Linked DNA regions of Hordeum vulgare: region 1 is linked to region 2. A link is a contact called in public Hi-C data. All regions are on one chromosome and are shown on one strand. Each heading gives the region's core, a stretch centred on a gene start, on an enhancer-like site or on the middle of the called end of the contact. The rest is flanking DNA. Distances are from core to core; before and after follow the strand shown. Region 1 holds the start of LOC123407485 (protein S-acyltransferase 24-like). Region 2 holds the start of LOC123409892 (amino acid transporter AVT6E).

The links. A called contact is a pair of places that touch in the nucleus more often than the background predicts.
Region 1: a contact with region 2 is called in a Hi-C map of seedling, with 2.6 times the contacts expected there. The contact joins the promoter of LOC123407485 here to the promoter of LOC123409892 in region 2. A contact is called at or near these places in 2 of 6 Hi-C or Micro-C datasets (leaf and seedling).

The regions. Positions count from the first base shown.
Region 1 is chr7H:615,326,320-615,329,566 of MorexV3_pseudomolecules_assembly, forward strand. It overlaps LOC123407485 (protein S-acyltransferase 24-like), which reads right to left and starts at 1,716. Exons shown (of 13, transcript XM_045100625.1): 1 at 1,227-1,716; 2 at 393-533; 3 at 29-141. The coding sequence starts at 1,484.
Region 2 is chr7H:615,142,369-615,145,419 of MorexV3_pseudomolecules_assembly, forward strand. It overlaps LOC123409892 (amino acid transporter AVT6E), which reads left to right and starts at 1,705. Exons shown (of 1, transcript XM_045102765.1): 1 at 1,705-3,051. The coding sequence starts at 2,165.

The DNA.
Region 1 (3,247 bases), core at 466-2,965, 180 kb after region 2:
TCAAGACTCAAGAGCATAAGGTACGAACCAGTGCAATGGGCTTCTTCCATCGTTGTCAGGGACATCTGGACCGGCATTCCATTTTGCAACAATGTGGTAAATAAATGCCGTCTGACCATACTGCGCTGCAACATGTGTGGCCTGCAAACAGAGTTATATTGGTGTAAAGAGTTGTAATAACTAATAACTACTCCGATGCCACATGCGGGTGTCGTGTTACAAATCTCTTATCGTGTAACTTGCAGACAAACAAGATGAGAATAGTTGATCAATTTGGCAGGCAAATATCCAACAATTAGTTGTCTATCAGTTGTGAATGAACATTGGACACCCAAACGCAAACACAAAGGCAAAACAAGGGCCAAAGACACGGAAGAAGTCAGTATGCAGACCTGATAACCATATAAATCAGCAGCATCCACCTTAGCTCCTTCCTTCAGAAGTAGTTCAGCAACTTGTATGTGACCGCGTACGGCACTCCAGTGAAGTGCTGTCTGCCCAGTGTGATCCACAGCATTTACATCTCCACCATGCTGTCCAAAGAGCACAAAATCATCACCCGGCCAAATAAAGCACATTCAGGCATCTGCAACTACCAGGAACAAGTAGCACGTATAAAGCCCATTCACGCGCTCAAGTACTTAACAGACATGGTGTTGATCGCCATGGAGTACACTACATTGTATGAGCAGACTATCTCGAGCACACTAACACTTTCATTCGCTTATACTCGGAACTGTGGAGGAATTAAACGGAAACCGAGCGGTGAATGCGACAATCAACAAGCCGATGTCCTCGAACGAATCCGCTAGACACAAATCCATACAGTTAACCAACTCAAACATACTGCCTCACTTCATTGTAAGCATATATGGCTGTCCAAACCTACCCAGCCACAGCACTAGGACACTCAAGTATCCCCTCAACCGAGACACCAAATGAGCCGCTGAAGAAACTCCCCCCGAACTCATACATGCTTCATACTCCCTCGGTTCCTAAATACAAGTCTTTTGAGAGGTTCCACTACGGACTACATACATACATACGGATGTATATACATACATAATTTAGAGCGTGGATTTACTCGTTTTGCTTGGTAGGTGGTCTCTAATTGGAATCTCTAAAAAGACTTTATATTTAGGAACTGGGGGAGTAGAATCCTGCTACAAAGGCCGCATGTCCGATTCCAAGCATGGCGTGTGTGGTGCGGAAGCAAAGCTAAGAACCTCGAGGATGTACTGCGCGGCGGCGACGCGGTTGTTGAGGACGGCCCACTGGAGCGCGTAGTACCCGGAGGCGTCGGTGCCGCCCACGGGGCGGCCCTCCGCCTCCACCAGCCGCTGCAGCTTCTCCAGATCGCCGTACGCCGCCGCCGTGTACACGTCGTCCTTGAGCGCCTCCCCCTCCTCCGCCGCCGCCGCCGCCAACGGCACCTCCGCCGCGGCGGCGGTGGTGTCCTCGAGCACCTCGATCTCCGACGCCATGGGGGGCGGGTGGGATCGGGGCGGGGGTTTTGGGGGAATTGCGGGGCTGGTGGGGACGAGGGAGGGGGGGCAAGAGGAGCTCGGCCCGGGCTGCTGCGGTGGTTGGGGGGGAGTCTGGTTTGACTGGGCGTTGGTGGCGAGGTGACGGCCTCCGGCGACGCGCGCGGGCTGGTCTCCGCTCTGCCGCTGCGGGAGAACGCGAGAGGAGGGGGGCTGGCTGGCTGGGGAGACCGACCCGGAGAAGGGGGGACGAATTTTGCGTGCCGGGACCTCCGTTTTCTCCTTATTCTTTTCCTAAGCAATCGGGCTACGATTTCGAATACTAATTCGAAACCGGCGAGATTCAAATCACAGCTTATACAGCTTCGAAACCTCTACTACATGCCTGGTTTCAAAATCGATTCGCACCTTCAGCTCACGGTTGTTGGAGCAACGTTTCAAACGTAGGCGGAGGCGAAAGCTTTGCCCGAGCGGGTTATACGCCACGGCGCATGGGGTCTTTTATTTTTCTTGAGACCTCTTGAACCATGCGTCTAAATTTAAGATGCAAGGAAGAAGAAGAAAAATCATACGAGTCCAGACAGTACTCGATGTTGCTATTGTTTATTTATTTTCTATATTTCCGACTCGATGTTGCTTTTGTTTACGACCGAGGCGTAGCCTTTAGGGCATCTTCATTGCGGTCCAGCAAAATGGTCCATAAAGTTGTCCGTAATGATAGTATCATGCATGCCAACTAGGCATTTTCGATGAGGTTGTATAGAATTAAATGAAGAAAGAAAGGGTTGAGTATCATATCATGATATTGTATCATATTAAATGATGTGCTACTATGTGTCTTGCATGACAATAAATGAAATACACTATAATACTAACATATGATATTATGCATTACGGATGTGGTATCATATACTAGTATCATATGCATGATACTAGTATATTACCCATTACAACCAGCCTAAATATTTGAGCCGTACTTCCCCAGCACTTTTTGCTCTCCAATGACATGCATCAAACATCCGTGGGTCAGTTTAGATGTCTGAATTCTCGTAAATATGAACCAAATATGAGTACCTTTGAAAAAATCCAAACCGTTCGCTTGGTCCACCGTCAATCACATGTCCCTGCAGCCTTTTTTTTCCCTTGACATTTGCCTAGTAACCGAGAAATCCTCTTCTAAGCCCGAGCTCATTTGCTCCCTCTCACAAAAAAATCTAAAAAAAATACTAAATAAATTAAAAAAAATTGTGGTAGATATTTTGATGCGTGAGGTTCGCTTCAAATTTCAAGTTATTTGGACATCCGAGCAGTTTTCGGCAAAAAAGACAAATCGGGTCAAAAAATTGTAAACAGTCAACCTTTTTCACAGACCCAAATTTTGTATTTTTTTGTCGAGAGATGTTCAGATGTTGAAATAACTTGAAATTTTAAGCAAACCCCACGCATTAAAATATCTACCACATAAAAAAATTGAAATTTTTTAAATTTGTTTAGTATTTGTTTTAATTTTTTTACGTCGGCACGCGTGCAGATGCACCCGAGAGGCGAAACGCCGCGTCTCCTAGTAACCCTTTCTATTCGGACTTGATGCATACATTGGATGACTACCTCCACTGCTACTGTTTATCAACACGTCGAGACGTGTCCGTGGACATTTGAGGTGCCTATTTTGATGTACGGCGCATGCTTGGATTTGGGGTATTTTGGGAGCGCTCCTGCGCAGAGTACACAAAGGTTGAAGCATGGCCTAACCATTGCTGTGA
Region 2 (3,051 bases), core at 455-2,954:
AAGCATGCTTTTTCCCCTACCATTTCTCATTATCTGTTTGTTTACTTTTGCGGGGAACCATTTCTCTCTTCCAAAGCAGTAAAATTAAGTAAGAAAAAGAACTGCTGCTGCATCATCAGTTACGCTATTTATTACTCCTATTTTCTTAATTTTACTTTGTTTCGAAAGGGAACTCGGAAGCTTCCAGCTGCGCTTGGTCAACCAGAAATCTTTCAATGAATCTGATCAGCACAATTTATTTATTTCTTGGTCAGAGGAAACCGAGTATGATAAGATCATCTGTGTAGTGTACGTGTAGACTACTTCGGCTCGGCTACCCTCGTCCACTAGCACGTCTTCTACATGGAAGCTCTGTCATATAATATGAACGTAAAAGCGTCAGAAAAAAGAAATGAAGGCCCGACTGCCCGTACCATGTAATATGAAGGTGTGGGTGTCGTTGGAGCACGCTGATGCGGTGATGCCAATGACAACACTGCCGGTGGCCGTGGGTGTCGTTCCTTTCTTTGGAGGCGTCGCCGACGCGTGTCGGCATCTCCCCTCTTGCATTGGTGTTTGGCTGTTGTCTCCGGCGAAAGCCTAGGCTCGGTTTTGAATCGACAATGGCGATGTTCTCGATGTCACTCCTCTGTTAAGAGCATCGTGTATGAAGGCAGAGAGTGGATGTTGCGATCAGTTGGTGCTTGTTATGTACGCATCCAAGATGATGCCTTTCTTGAGACCGATTAAGTCCCGTCACCTACTCGCCAACCTTCTTTATGCAATCACGGTTGGATAGTGCATTGATTAAAGAAGTCAAGGTGATGTGTTGTCTTTAGAAGCGTCCGGTGTTGGTCGAGACATAGCTTTGTCATCCGGTCTAAGGCAGACACCTTGTGTTACAGTTGTAACATGTGTGTTGGCTTGTCTCCGGACGGCCTTGGTTTGGAGCATGTGCTACGCTTGTTGTTGCAATGAGGATAGTCTTCACGTAGTTTCTCTTTCCCTTCTATATAAATACAATACGCTTCAAGTTTAAAAAATCATATGAATAAGCAATGCCATTTCATATAACCGAGAAATTCAACCCCCCCCCCCCCGGTGGGGATTCTCGGAAGAGATTCAAATGATACCGGTCTTCATACTCTACGGTGATACGAGCTTCTGGACCGTTGAATCTCAGATCCGACGTCATTTGAGGAGTTGTTGTACCAGCATGCAACTTCAAGACTCTTGGATGACTTTTTTTGCAAAATGCACAAGTGTTCCCGGAAGGCGTTTGATCTAATCCTTTTTCGTGAGGGGATCATTCCTCCCTTCCAAACCCGCAATTACACTTGAGGTTCCATCAAAACATGGTCCTCGCACAAGAAGCGGCATTCCACGATCATTTGTGAGAAAATTTGAATGAGCCGCCGCGGAAAATCAAATCGGCGGCAATCGACCGGCTGACAGGTGGGCCCGTGACGCCAGGTGGAAGGAGGCGGCCAGAACGCAGGCCCCACCCGTCGGTGACAGGCAGGCAGCCGTACCGGGGGTGATGTGCTCCCACGTGCCCCGGGCACCACAGGAGAAATGCATCTACGTCTACGGTCTACCCTCCCACGCGCGTGCTACAGTGCGGAGCGGCCGTCCCCACCCGCCAGTGAGGGCGCACGCGCACGGGTAGCACGGGGTTGGTGCACCCGACTTTACGATTTTAGCAAGGAATTAACGTAAATCGACCGGTAGCGCTGCCTGGCCGGAAGAAAGGGAAGCAACGAGGCAACAGCAGGGGAGGGACGAAGCTCACCAGATCTCCGCCCTCCAACCCATCCATCCATCCATCCGTCGCCGGCGGCGGCACATCCGCCTCGCCAGGATCCTCGTCGGTCCCTGCTCCGGCAGAGCATACGGATCTCCGGTTGTGTGTTTCTCCGCCCGAATCTCGCCAAGAACCGAGATTTGCCCCGGCGGCTGCGGCCAATGCCGGCCTGGTTCCCGTGACGCCTTCCCGGCCTGCGTGGCGGGGATCGGGATCCTGCCCCCTTTCCCGCGCGGTGACCTGGTTCTTGCTTTGCCGGAGCGGCGGATTGGGCGGAGATTTCCATTTTTTTTTCTGTCCCCTGTTTCCGGCCGCAGGATCGGCCTCTCGTCGCCGTCGATCTTGCTTTTGGGCGCCAGCGCCATTGGCGCGCCGGGGAGCATGGTGAACTCTAACTACTCGGCGCTCCCGCTCACCGCCACCGCCATCGAGCTGCAGTCCGCCCACCCGCCGCCGCATCCTCCCAAATCTGGCGCCGCAGCCAATGGCGCGGCACACGCCAAGCTCACCAAGCAGGACTCCTTCCTGGGTGAGGTCGAGGACGACGACGCCCACGCCACCGCCGCCGAGCACGACGAGCTGCCGCTCATCGGCGACGACGGCCCGGCGGGTCCCCCCGAGGGCTCGGGGGTCTCCGGCGCGGTGTTCAACCTCGCGACCTCCATCATCGGGGCGGGCATCATGGCGCTCCCGGCGACCATGAAGGTGCTCGGCGTCGCCGTGGGGCTCGTCTCCATCCTCGTCATGGGGGTGCTCTCTGAGGTCACCATCGAGCTGCTCGTCCGGTTCTCGGTGCGCTGCCGCGCGCTGTCCTACGGCGAGCTCGTGCACCGGGCGCTCGGCCGCCCGGCCAGCGTCGTCGCGCAGTTCTGCATCATCGTCAACAACGCCGGGATCCTCGTCGTCTACCTCATCATCATCGGCGACGTCATGTCCGGGTCGCTCAAGCACATGGGCGTCATGGACCAGCTCATCGGCCACGGCGAGTGGGACAACCGGAGGCTGCTCATCCTGTTCGTTCTCGTGGTGTTTCTATCCCCGTTGTGTGCCCTCGAGAAGATTGACTCGCTGAGCTTGTCGTCTGCTGCGTCTGTCGGGCTCGCCGTTGTTTTTGTGGCGGTCTCGTGCATGATCGCGGTTGTGAAGCTCGTCGAGGGCAAGCTCGCCGCGCCGAGGATGGGGCCGGATTTTAGCTCGAGGGCGGCGATCCTTGACCTTCTCGTTGTGATACCCATCATGACCAATGCCTACATCTGCCATTTCAACGT